Regions from separate parts of the Gossypium arboreum genome. Here all the other regions are linked to region 2. A link is a contact called in public Hi-C data. All regions are on one chromosome and are shown on one strand. The core of a region is the stretch at or near the end of the contact, and the rest is flanking DNA. Distances in the headings are between cores, read along the strand shown. Region 1 overlaps LOC108450440 (ATP-dependent helicase BRM-like). Region 2 holds the start of LOC108466828 (AT-rich interactive domain-containing protein 1-like). Region 3 holds the start of LOC108454366.

Region 1 (4,960 bases), core at 1,439-3,938, 330 kb after region 2:
AATGCGTTCATTTGTGAATGTGACCCATTTATCTAACTTTTTCATTTCTATTCATTTTTGTTCACATGGTTCTACATGCACTTCATTTCTGGCTTTAACGAGCTAATGGAGGGACCGATTGGGAAAATGTAATTAGGGCTCAAATAATTTATAATTAAGTTCTAACTTTTCGCCTATTAATTATAAACTTATTTAATCATGAAGTCATTCCATTATGGTATCGTGGTTGAGCTCTCCCTAATTACATATCATTACAAAAGTTGCTTAATAAGTGTTCGTTTAGTGACCTTATCATCAGCGTGTTAACCTCGTAAGATATTCTTAGTCTCTTAGGGATAAATTCGTTCTCTCAATATAATCCTATTTTATCTCATGGCAACCATTACACCTTTTTCATGAGAAGTCAATTACTATCAACTATTAATTAAGTCATTTATTACAGAGACAACTGACTCGTGACCACGCTTGCTTTTCATTTTTCATATAATGTCGATGAGAGGATATCATTTACCTATTAGTTGGGCTATGAATTTTACTATTCTAAATGATGTTACATACTACAGAAGTTATATACCCAATGTATTAGCTTTTGATTTCTTATCTATTTGAACTCAATCATTACAAGTCACACATACATAGTCAATTATCCACTTAGGATTAAGGTATGTCACACTATGAACCTCACAAGTGAATAAATCAATAAACGGATCTAGGATTTATTATACTTGAGTTCTAGCCGATGTACTGTCAATCCAGTCAATCGTATCTATGTCTCTATCTTAAGGGAGTCATTCGCTCCGATGCTAAAAAAAACATCTTTCCAATTGGACTTGATAGATGATATATTAGTTTTTCAATCAGTTTACTCTTTTTTTTTTTTAATAGACTAAGGACATGTTTAGATTTATCTACTAATACAAGTTGTCTTTCCGTATTACAATCTGACCATGTAATATCACTTAGTATTAGTTAAACGTTAGACAACCAGTGAGTCAATATTTGCTTCCATTTTGCTTTGCGTGCAAAAGCATTAAAGAAAATATATAAAGAGTATTAATGTAATTAATGTATGTTATTGTTAAATCATTTTGTTTGAAAAATATAAGTATACAAAACGAATATACTACACTTAGGGCACCAGATCCAACAGTTTAAGCTTTCTCTTTCTAGCTTCATTTTCTCACACTAATATCCCTCAAACCCTAGGCTGAAAATAAGGTACTTGAATATGGAAATGGGTTTTGAAGATTGTTTGCTAACAGATTTTAGCAAAATCTCAAAGTTTGATTGTTGGGTTTTTAGAAAATTTAAGGAGGAAAGTGAAGAAAATGAAAAAAGAAGAGAAGAACCGTGGATGAAAGGGAGGGGCGGCACCAAAAAGAAGAGAGGTTGACTGAGGGGTTTCTCATCTTTTCTTTCCCTTTAAAAATACACCAAACGAGCCTCCAAGCCTACCTGCCATATTTTAAGCTCAAGCTCACTATTTGGATCCGAATTTCCTCGTATTATAGTCCAAAAGGTCCATGAAAATTTTAATTATCAAATATATCTAAATAATATTTTCATCAAAAAATACTTGAAAAATGACCCAATTATTATTTTATGAAAATCTACTATTTTGCCACTTTTCAACTCTTGTATGATTTTTTTCTCAATAATAGGAATTGTCGATCTCAAATCTACTTCTAATGACTATTAGAGTCTTAAAGTATATCAAACTTATCTTAATGGCGAAGCCAGAAAAATTTTTTAAAGGAACCGAAATTAAATTCTAACTTTTATAATAGTATAATTTTACCATTTTAATAGTCTATATCTTTATAATTTTAAAAGATTAAATCAAAATTTTATCATTTTTAAGGGTCAAAGTATAATTTTACCTTTACAAATTTAAATTTTAAAAGGTTTAAATAAAAATTTTCTATTTTAGGAGTCTTAAGGTCTTACCAACCCCTAACTACGCCCTTGACTTATCTTAATCTTGATATATATCCACTTAATAATAAAAGATTCTGACATGAATTTTTTTATTTTTATAATTAAACTTTTATTATATTCAGATTTACTTCTATGCTCAAATTTTTGTAAATATACTTGCCGTCTTTTATATTTTGCTTTTTTTAATATTTATTTTATAATTGTTTTTTTAAACTGGTTGAATCTAAATCTGAAGGTCCAACAAAATTCGGCCTCTTTGGTATTTTCAACTACTGTTAACACGAGGACAAGACTTGATCCAATTACACGCGTTGACATGCGACAAAGATGTAGAAATTCGTATATTAGCAAAAGTTGAATACGTCCTTCAGTTAAAATATTTACTTCTATAATGATGAAACGAAGGTATAATTTACACGTCTCAGCTATCAAATACTCTAGATAATAATACCCGCAAGGTGCAGATATGGAAACCATTGTATTGAAACCACGAAAAGACTGGGATCGAGGAACATACACTACGTTAATGGTAAATCTAATTGCAATTGTACAAACAACGAACCGCCCCAGAATAAACTCAATGGCAGCACACATTTCCCATTAGCTGATCCTCTACAAGGTCATAAATGGCTCGGTCTCCTTTTACCTGCATCTGTTCTCAACTTTTTCACAGGATTGGCCCAACTAACACTCGCACCGTTCGGCAGATGAGCAGGCTGGTGCCAACTTTGCTGATGGGCAGTCTGCTGGGTCAATCTAGCAGCATCCTTAGAAAATGATCCTGTTGTTGGACTCTTGATGCTGCGTGCTATACTTGGGGGTGAAACAGGGCCAGCCAATCCAGTCCTGGGCTTCACCATAGACTTTTCCCTGTCTTTCCTCTTCTTCTTGCAAATAACTAGCTCTCCAGGATGTGTCAGAATAGAATCGTCTTGCTGGTATAGTTCCTTGGTAATGCCACTTACACACCCAACCCTTGATTCCTTTTGGGGCATGTGCACTCTAACCCTTGTGTCCTCACCAGCATGACTGGACCGGCGTTGCAATGACTTTTGAGTGAGTCCTGAATCAGATTCCACCTCATTTATCAGCTTCTGCCTCTTGCCAACAGCAGCCTGTCTGGCAGATGAGCCCATGGTGGAGGTAGTTACCAGACTAGAGAAGGAGAGAGCATTTCTAGCTTCTCGGAAATCAGTATCCGGAAATGCAATCTTCAACAAATCAAAAAACAGATCATGTACTTTCCTTGCTTCAGACCTGACCTGCACACCAATTACATTTCCAAAGTACATAGATCAGGACATCAATGAGAGAATTATAGGAAGGGGATTAGAACATTTTCTAGGTGATACAAATTTCTAGCCTTTTCTTTTGAATGAATTTCTAGCCACTTGAAAACACAAAATACTTGTATGTAAACTTCTTTGAAAAGCCTTCGAAGCAATTGCTCCCAGAAAAGACCATCCACGGCAAAATTCAAAAGAGTGATGCAAAAGTGAGTTGGCTTATGAACATGTAAAGATGCTGAAGGACAAGTTAAATAGATATCATACCTCGAGAGAAAACCCATAAAATTGCATTGCACTTTTTAACACTAACTGCACATCTGCAACAAGCTCCATAACTGCACTGTACTCTAATCTGTCAACACGCTGATCAATCTTCTGCAAATCCAAATTATTACTTCCACTTCCACCCATATAACCAGATTTCTCAATCCTCTTCCACAAATCTGTTAACAAAGGTACAATTTGTTCACCCTCCTTATCTATTCTCCTCTGAAGCTTGCTAATCACATTTTTACACTGGACATATGAGAAATTTTTAGTCATTTACTTAATAGAAAATAGCATAACATGTAACCTAAGCAGTTAAACAGGTATTAAGGTCAAAGGATAGAAGTACTTGCTTTTTAAAAGGGAAGATATTTTGATATACCAAGCTTCCAGTTACTTGGCATATGGAAACCATGCAAATTATCAATGACTCAAGACAAAATAACATGAAGATCAATTCTGAAAAACACAACATAAACGGACATGGCAAAGCAAACAAAAAGGTAGAAAAAAAAGATAAAAGCATATTATGGAACACAAACTTCCTAATCTCAAAAAGAAAATCCTCATCATGCAAAAAATGCACCCCACTTATTCAAATGTGTGTTCTAACAAAACCTAAAGCTATTTCGTTGATGAGAGCACCCACTTAGGTGAAATCTGTGTATCCTGCAGTATTGGTACAATAAAAAAGATGCAAAATGAAGAAACCGAAGAAATTCAGGACCATAGCTTTGCCTATTAAGGGCCTACAAGCAACACCATCAAGCAATTCAAAATACAAAAGCAAGGTTTCTAAATCCAACTTAGCACTAATGACCAGCAAAAATCCATGATGGATAAAATAGTAATAAAATAAAAATAAAAAAATAAAAAAAACAGATTCACAATCAGACACTACCAGAATTAAAGTCACCTCAAGTTTACCTTTCTTTGGATGAGATCAGACATCTTAGCACCAGAATTCGAAGACACACTTGTATTAACCAGTTTATTGTCCCAACTCTCTCTGGAGGATTTACCAGCATCTACAGGAGCAGACTCAGAATGCATTTTACCAGACTTCAGAGATGCATGCAACTTTGATGTATTAGCTATTTTTCTTGAAGGTAAGTTCCTCCTACATTTTGAAGATGAATCATTTGGATCATGCTTGATCGCATTACGCTTGCAAGTTGCTTTTGTTTCAGTGTCAATCCTCAGTTGTGATTGGTATTTTTGGTCTAGCTGGAAAGGCAACAAAAATGAATCTCCACATTCGAGATGAGGCACTTCGGTGACAGATTTTTCCTCTGCCCTTTCTACAGTATGACGAGGTCGAACCCGAATACTACGCTTTCTTTTTATCTTGGGTTGGACAACTTGTTCAAATTCACCTTCATCACGATCATGAATCCAACTTTCAGACTGCTGGTGGTCCACGTGAGAATCTCCTGATGCTGCAATTTCACCTTCCTCTAGTTCAT
Region 2 (4,355 bases), core at 1,158-3,657:
TTAATGATCTAAATATTATTGGAACTCTTGAAGAGCTTCAAAATACATTAAATTGTTTAAAGAAAGAATCTGAGATAAAAGATCTTGGAAAAACAAAGTTTTTCTTGGCTTACAGATCGAGTATTTAAAATATGGAATTCATGTTCATCAATCAACTTATACGGAAAAGATATTAAAGAAATTTTACATGGATAAAGTACACCCATTGAGTACCTTGATGGTTGTACGATCGTTAGATGTGAATAAATATCAATTTCGTCCTTGCAAGAATGATAAAGAGTTTCTTAGTCCTGAAGTACCAAATCTAATTTCCATAAGGGCATTGATGCATCTTGCAAACAACACAATACCTGATATAGCTTTCATTGTAAACTTGTTGGCAAGGTTTAGTTCTTCTCCAACACATAGACATTGGAATGAAATTAAACATATATTTAGATATCTCAAAGGGGCCATTGATATAGGGTTATTTTATTCAAATGATTCAAAATCCCTATTAGTCGACTATGTTGATGTTGGATACTTATCAGATCCACATAAAGGTCAATCTCAAATAGGATATTTATTTACATGTGGCGGTACTGCCATTTTATGGTGTTCAACAAAGCAAACATTAGTTGTCGCTTCTTCAAATCATGCAGAAATAATTGCAATGCATGAGACAAGTTGAGAGTGTGTTTGACTAAGGTTATTGATCCAACATATCCAGAAGATATATAATTTGCCTTTATAAGAAAAGATGTCAACTATCTTGTACCAAGATAATGCAACATCAAATATTTCACCAAAATTATTCTTCACCCATGATCTTGAGAAAAGAGGTGATATAAATGTTCAACAAATTCGTTCTAGTAATAATTTAACAAATCTTTTTGCTAAGGCATCGCCAACTTCAACATTTGAAAGACTACTACACAAGATTAGAATGCATCAACTCAAAGATGTAATATAATGTTGCCATTAGGGAGAGTCTAAAACAAGTTGTACTCTTTTCCTTTAACCAATGTTTTCTCCCATTGGGTTTTTCTGGTAAAGATTTTTAACGAGGTAGCTTGTAGTAGAAGATTGTGTACTCTTTTTCCTTCGTTAGGTTCTTATCCCATAGGGTTTTTCCTAATAGGGTTTTAACGAAAGGACATTATCTACCAATGGATATCCAAGGGGGAGTTTTATGAATATATTATTAAGTAGATGTCCATCAAGATCAAGATAAGTTTTGATGTATTTTAAATTCTAATAGTTATTAGAATTAGATCTCTACTTCATTTAATACTTCTTATGCTTATAAATAAAGACTTTGAAGAAGCATTGTAATCATCCCATTGATCAATAAAATACATTCTTTATTGCTTCCCATATTTTCTTTGTTCATTATTCTCTATCTCTCTTTATTTTATAACAATATTCTCATTTTAGTCTCTTGATAAATTATATATACATTTAAATATTATATATATTTATAGTTCAATTTTTAGTTTCTTATTAAATTATATATTATTTTGATAAAATAAATTATATATTATATCTGTATGCAAAAATATCTCAATTACATTCATATAAATATATTTGTTTATATGATTAATAAATTATTAACTTCTAATTTTAAATAATTATTTATTAACCATATAAAATTTTCGGTCAATAATTTAATTTATTAACTTTTAATTTTAAATATAATTGTCGATTGAGTTTTTACTTGATTGGTATGACATTATTGTTAATGCAGAAGACGTGTGTTTGGGTGCGTTGAAGCACATTATCCTTCTATTTATGCGTTGGAAAGGGGTTATTAGTAGTTTTAAGCATTATGTCAAAAGAGCATATATAATTAAATCTTATAATGAGATTGTTTAAAAATAAATAAATATAATTATAGAAAAATTAAAATGGTTAAGATAAAAAATAAAAATTAGTTTAAAATATCAAAATTTTTATCAATCATTACGCACTGTACAAGTCAAGATTGATCGAAATGAATTGAAACATACCAAAATAACTAAAACACATCGAAATTTTGACCAAATCGAAACATAAATTACTTGATACAGATTTAAGATTAAAACGATATGTACTAACTGGTATGATCTATCCACTACCATCGATTTGACTCTCCTTTTATTTTTGTTTTTTGATATCATTATGAACTCACAAATTGAGAAAGGGAAACTAATAGCTAAACTTCAATCATAAATATTGTTCATAAATTAACTAGTACATAGATTTTATATATTTGAATATCTTTCTTTGAAAAGAAAATATATTTAAATTGTTAAATATTAATGGATGAAAAAGTAATTAAATAAAGAAGGAATCTAAAAGAAAAATTTATACAAAAGATTTAAATCTCTAAAAAAGCTCTTTATCTAACCATACCAAATGATCCAATCTAAAACCCTGGTTAATAATTAACTTTGTTTAACCAATCATGGTACCCATATAAATTAGATGTTTGGGAAGTATTTTGAAGCTCCTTAACACAAACTTCTCTAGTCCCTTTTATTGTTTTTTCTTTATTTTTTTTCAAGTTTTTTTAACTCTCTAAGGCAAAGGAGGGCTTAGCAAAGAACTCAAAAGACAAGGGTAGAAAAGAGGTATTAAGGCAAAAGAGAAGGGGCAAAGGGAAAAAAAAGCCAAGACAGAGAGAAGAGAGTCTAACCGGAACCGTTCCATACCAGACCCCAAAGAAGAAAAAAAAAGAGAGGAAAATAATGGTATGTTTTCTCTTTTCCATGTGTTTGTTTTTAGAATTGTTGATTAATGTTCTAGGAAAAACGTTTAATGGCAACCTAAAACATAAAACAAATCTTAATCAAAACCCTAGATTAGTCATTTTCCCGCCAAAAAAACCAGACTATTTTGGCCATAAGAGACCCAGATGCTTAATGGGTATTTTTTTTCTTTCTTTTATAACGCTCAAGTATGATTTTTAATTGTTTATTATTTGTTTGTAGGGTTTGAATTCGAAATCAATGCCAGGATTGTCTATTAGAGCTGACGAATCTTCACTAGATTGCAAAAAACCCCCTGAAAATCTCGAGCCAGCTGGTTCTTCGATTGGTTTGGATCCCTTTTCTGAAGGGTCTTTCTTGAAATCTGAACCTGATAAGCTTAGATTTGGGTTTAACAAGTTCCTTGGGTTGTTTTTAAAAGAGATCTGTGCCCAAGGTTGTGTTTGCTCACTCCCTCCAATGGCTGAAGGTGGGCAGCCTGTGGACTGGCTTAAGCTTTTTTTGGTTGTAAGAGAGAAAGGTGGATACAATGCTGTTTCAGAAAGTGGGTTATGGGATTCAGTTGCCACAGAATCTGGGTTGGGTTTAAATGTAGCGTCATTGGTTAAGTTGGTATATCTTAAGTACTTAGTTTCATTAGAGAGATGGTTGGAGAGAATTGTTCAAAGTGAGGACTTGAAGAGTGAATCACATTATACTGGTAATTTGGTGGAGATGGGAATTGAGCTTAAAAGGTTTTTATCGGAGTCAAAGAAAATTGCGGAGTTTTCTCAAGTGGAAGAGAGTGTAGTGGCAGGGTCGGGTGGAGGAGAAAAATTTGTAAATGGCGAACAATCTATGGATATTGATATAACCAAGGATTTTTTAGATTACAACGAAGTGGAAAAATTACGAAATGATGATGACTTAAAGAGTGTGGTGGTTGATTCAGACGGTGAAAAAAAGTTCATTAATGTTGATGAATATGTACATACGCCTTCAGATTTGGTGAAAAGTGCAGGTAACTCTACCGATGTTGAGAAATTTTGTAATGAGGATGAGGTGAAAAGTGCAATTATGGAGGATTCTGTTGAATGTAAGAAATGCACACATAGTGATGATGATGTTGTGAAGTTGGATTCAAGTGACATTAAGGAAAAATTGTCTTCAAATAAGAGGAAGAGGGATTCAAGTGCAATTATGGAGGATTCTGTTGAATGTAAGAAATGCACACATAGTGATGATGATGTTGTGAAGTTGGATTCAAGTGACATTAAGGAAAAATTGTCTTCAAATAAGAGGAAGAGGGATTCAAGTGCAATTATGGAGGATTCTGTTGAATGTAAGAAATGCACACATAGTGATGATGATGTTGTGAAGTTGGATTCAAGTGACATTAAGGAAAAATTGTCTTCAAATAAGAGGAAGAGGGATTCAAGTGCAATTATGGAGGATTCTGTTGAATGTAAGAAATACACACATAGTGATGATGATGTTGTGAAGTTGGATTCAAGTGACATTAAGGAAAAATTTTCTTCAAATAAGAGGAAGCTGGATTCTATGTGGGGAATGCTTAATTGGGTTAAAAAGGTTGCGATGGATCCATGTGATCTGGTGGTTGGTTCATTACCGGAGAGCTCAGAGTGG
Region 3 (4,862 bases), core at 1,997-4,496, 440 kb before region 2:
CACATATGTATTCATTAAAAACAAATGGCAGAAAGAAAGAATTGAAACTTGCTGCCAAAAGCTTAGGGTTCAAACTAAGAGTACTTTATCACATTGACTTTAAATGAACTGGAAATGTGATGACTTGCCCATCAATTTTCAGGCATCTATATATTACAAGAAATTAATCAACAACTATAAGTATTTCGACAGAGTTGACAAGTTCTGCAGAAGTAATTAAGAAGGCACAGATTTGCATCTCACATGTTAGAAGAATCAATGTAGTTGCAGACAACAACGATCTTCCCCAGCCATAACAGACCTTTACACTGAATCTTTTGTTCCTGAGAAATATCTCCAAACACTCGCCATTTCTTCTGTCTTATATCATATAAAATCAACCCATGGAGACCAGCAACTGCTAAATACATTCCATCCTTGCTCGCTGCCACATGCTGAACAGGCCAATTCTGGGAGATGTAAGAAACCTGAACAAAGGCAAAACCACATCAGAAACATTCACATTTTAAAGAAACCAGAATGAAAGCAGACAGTTTTTGAAGTTGTGATTCAGATGTATAACTGGAAGGTTTAAATGTAGCATCTTTAGCTCGTCAGTATCTTCTGACAGCACAACAAGCAATCTATCTTCACCATAAATCACTTGACGGACATAAGTCATTCCTGAAACTCCTCTGCTAAGGCAACATTTGCCAAAGGAAAATGCAAGAATTCTCTCCAATGATCCCTCCTCAATAGCGTAAAGCCTATATCCATAATCATCCCACTGCATTAGTGAGGTACCGCCCATCAAAGGCTCATATTTACAATCCTGGTTTGGCTTAACTACTGGAGAAGAAGCAGAACTCAAACCAATTTGACGGATGGTTGACATTAGACGACATCCAGAAACAGACCAAACAGTAAGTCCTCTTAACTTCCACCCAACTGCAAAAGCAGAATTATCGGGTGTCCATGAAATACAACTGACAGAACCAGTGTCCTCCATTGTATATCTGCCAAACAACAAAATTGAGAAGTAAATCTTTCACATTTGCAAATGAAAGCCTAAACCCATACAATAGGTTTCTACAAAATTATGGTCCAAAAACTTGCTAAAATAAGTACCAGAAAGAAACTAGCAAAACCACAAGAAGTAAGACGTTGCTTAACATGAAGATATTCATAATACTGTAAAAGAGTTGAGTGCAAGTTGACAACCAAAAGAAATGTGATTTTACAAAAAGAGAAATGAGGAAAATATACTCTTTAAGTACCTTGTAGACAAATATAGTAGTCAGTTAACTCAAAGAACAAAATGTAAATACGTTTAGACTATACCACCAACATTCTAGCTTTAACAATAAAGACAGTACATACCCCCAGTCATATAAGGAGACAGTACGAATGAGTGACCCAGAATCAGCCAAGTCAAATAACTCAACAACACCTCTTCTGGTACCAACAGCAAGGATCAGTTGATCTCCAGCAATGGAAGTACATACAGCATCACCATTTCCCAAACTTTTTTCAGCTTTAATGGATTCAACTGGCTTTAGACCTTTCTTGCTCACAGAGCATGCCACCAGTTGTCCATCAGAATATAAGACTAATAGCAGCCTCATCGAAACACAAAACTCCAACTGTGCTATAGCAGATTTCTTGGAGACTCTATAATTTGAGGCAAAAGCTCTTTCAGCCTCTCCAGAAGCAATAGAATTAGCTAGAGAATGTGATAATGAAGTAACTTCACTGTCATTATGTTGAGAGGAATCAAATCCAAAAGCTGCATAAAACTATAGAGAAAAAGAGAATTACAAAATCAAATTGGCTTTGAAGGAATTGCATAGAAGGAGAAATTGCAACTACATGTTATCTATGGATTACCTCCCCCTTCCAAGAGATACTATACAAAGATCCATCAGAAAGACCCAATAGCATATGTTTGTTATCACACACAATATTGCTCCTGCAACAAAGAAGTTCAAAGGAAATGATAAATAAGACACTGAAAAGAACTGAAGTTACGGTCAAAATTACAGCAAATGAAAAAGAAATATTTACACGGCCAAATCATTTCCATCAAAAGGGACTTGTTCATTCAGAACACGAGTTATCGTTGCTAGAAACAAACCAGAAGGTTGCTTCCCTCCTATTTGTACTTTTCTCTCTGTAAACTGGACCTTAAAAATGTGAAGATAGAAAGATGAAGTCTGCAAAACAAAAAAAAAAAAAAGGGACTGAGAAATTCATAACAAATAAAGTCATGTGTTTAAATATCTACAGAATTAGTACATTGAAACAGAGAATGGGGGAATGAACTTAACAAGCATTTTCTTTTTATTTTTGATCAATTCCCCAGAGCAAAAAGAAACTCTATCCATCATTCATAAGCCCTAGAATAAAACAAATTAAGCTAAATGCAATTATCAACAGTAATGCTACATAAGCTGCCGCTCTACTTCATTGTAATCAGGTGACACACTTTATTAAATCCAAAATGCCAGCACCCTAACACTAAACCAACATTTAATGAAAACAGAAACAGATACAACTTTAGCAAAAAGAAAATGAAATGAGAAGCCAGCACAGTAAGCTAAATCAACTTTTCAGGGAAAAAGAACAAGAACTCACAAGAATCGCAATCAATTTGGTGTCAGGGCTCCAAACGGCCTGCAAATTCTCGCCTTCTCGCTGCAGCGAATCCCCATCTCTCTTATACCTCCCTAACCTCACTCTATGCTGCAATCACCAACATATTAATCATCAAAAAGCTTTAGGGGGAACAAGAAAAACCTAATCATAGATAAAAGCATGCATTCGTGTAGGAAATACCTGGGAGGAACTCCATAGCTCGAAATGCAAAGGCAAAACGACGAGCAAGAGTCGGTTAATGAGTTTTAGGTAAATGATCTTTTGCGACGAAGGATACTGCCCTTGCTCTAATGGAATCACCTGCGGATATCCATATGCCATATACATCTTCCTTGAATTCTTCGCTTACAGTTGATCTTTTCTCAGCTAAGGATCTAATTCAATAAATAGATCTGAGAGAGTGGAGCATTCTTTTTTTTCTTTTTGAGAAGAAAGAAGCGGATCTTAGATCTTGTAGATCCAGGAGAGGAATGGCGTTTTCTGTATTTTTCTTTCAATATCAATCTTTTTTTTCTTTTAATTTGATTAATTTCTTTTCTGTTTCAAGAGAAAATGCTGAAATGGATTTTGATTTTATAATTAAAAAGAGATAATGTCATAAATGGCCGCTAGAGTTTAGTGAAAATTGTCAATATAGTACTTTTACTTTAAAGAAGCTCAATGTAGTCATTGTGGTCTCCATTCTCCAATGTTCTTTTTAAAAATAAACTAAAATTAGCTGTTTCCTTTTTTTTTTTTTTTTTTCATTACAAGAAAGCAATTACATTGTAATTGAAAGTGGGAGTAGGTTTGCACTCATGTTGTCAATTTAAACCTACGTTATTTGCAAAATGTAATGATGATGTATGGTTAGATTTGTTTAGAAATTAATATATAGAACTTATTTTAAGAAAAATAAATTATTTTAGAAAACATTTAGATTGTATTTAAAAATAATATTTTACTATTAAAATATTAAGAATTTTAGTATTCTCTATTTATTATATTTTTCAATTAAAAATGTTAGAATATTTCATTTTTAATTAATTTTTTAATTAATTCTTTAAAATATTCCATTCATTAAAATATTATAGTATCTAAAATCATTTAAAATATATATAATGACTTAAAATTATAGAAAAACATATTTACTAATTTTTATTTTTTTATTTTATATATTTTAAAATATATATAATAATTTTTAATGAGATATTTTTACTTTTAAAAAATGGGATAAATCATATATATTATATGAGAAAATTTTAATACACTATCAGTGAAATTTTTGACTCACCCATATTATATAATATAAATATATATATATATATATTATAAGGTCTTAGGCTTCTAATTGATCCGGGCAGCCTAATTTTTTTACACATGGTATACTCATTTTGTTGACATGTGATAATTGTTTATACAACTAATTTATATATTATATATTACAAGGTCTCAGTCTCCAGCTAATGTGGGCAGCCTAAATTTTTGACACATGACATACTTATTTTGTTGACATGTGTCAATTGTTTTGATGGTCACTAAACTAACAAAAATTACGACAAAGGCAAGCGCACTTATTGAATAATAGTATAGCTATGGTGAGTCGGGAATATCGTATCCACGAGGACTAAAAGTACTAGTACTTACTATTTTTCTATTATCTAACCGATAAATTGAAGGAAATGTTTTTAATCTAAAATTAACTAAACTAATTACTAAGAACGCAACAGAGAATGAATTAGTAAAAATAATCGAATAAAACTAATGAGATAGGCAATACCCAGGAAAGAATTCACCTAGACTTCACTTATTATTCTGAATCTAAATTAAACGATTTATTCACTTGTGCCTTGATCCGTAGAAATCCCTAAATTATGTTAATATCTTTTTCGAGAGTAAAAACAATTGATTCTGGGTTGATTAATTGAAATCTCTTTCTAATTAAAACCCCTATTGTCGCATTAACTCGATCTATGGATTCCCTTATTAGATTTTACTCTAATCCGGTAGATTTATGTCGTCCTATTTCTAGGATTGCATGCAACTCCAATCAATTATGCTAGATCAACTCTTAAATAGTGACTTTTGCTCTACTGAAGTAAGCACATTAAGCATTAATTAATACCCTAAAAATATTAAAATATGAAATAAGCATACATAATTGAGAACAAGAATCAGGTATTTATCATGTAATTCAGAAATCAAATAATAAGATTCATATAGGTTTCATCTTCCCTAGGTATCTAGGG

The links. A called contact is a pair of places that touch in the nucleus more often than the background predicts.
Region 1: a contact with region 2 is called in a Hi-C map of leaf, with 1.9 times the contacts expected there. The contact joins the enhancer-like site here to the promoter of LOC108466828 in region 2. A contact is called at or near these places in 2 of 5 Hi-C or Micro-C datasets (both in leaf).
Region 3: a contact with region 2 is called in a Hi-C map of leaf, with 2.5 times the contacts expected there. The contact joins the promoter of LOC108454366 here to the promoter of LOC108466828 in region 2. A contact is called at or near these places in 2 of 5 Hi-C or Micro-C datasets (both in leaf).

Annotation. Positions count from the first base shown.
Region 1 is chr7:71,853,594-71,858,553 of ASM2569848v2, reverse strand. It overlaps LOC108450440 (ATP-dependent helicase BRM-like), which reads right to left. Exons shown (of 14, transcript XM_017748069.2): 12 at 4,422-4,960; 13 at 3,492-3,743; 14 at 2,305-3,200. The coding sequence ends at 2,559. Among protein-coding and RNA genes, the nearest start is that of LOC108450440, 11 kb to the right of the region's middle. Within about 2 kb of position 2,688, at least 2 of the 2 cell types and tissues checked have an H3K27ac peak or open chromatin away from gene starts, as enhancers often do. A contact at or near this core is called in leaf, where this site is marked.
Region 2 is chr7:72,188,529-72,192,883 of ASM2569848v2, reverse strand. It overlaps LOC108466828 (AT-rich interactive domain-containing protein 1-like), which reads left to right and starts at 2,407. Exons shown (of 3, transcript XM_017767187.2): 1 at 2,407-2,711; 2 at 2,952-4,355. The coding sequence starts at 2,709.
Region 3 is chr7:72,631,846-72,636,707 of ASM2569848v2, reverse strand. LOC108454366 reads right to left here and starts at 3,246. Exons shown (of 23, transcript XM_017752808.2): 1 at 2,815-3,246; 2 at 2,614-2,721; 3 at 2,044-2,192; 4 at 1,867-1,948; 5 at 1,360-1,775; 6 at 563-995; 7 at 244-467. The coding sequence starts at 2,961.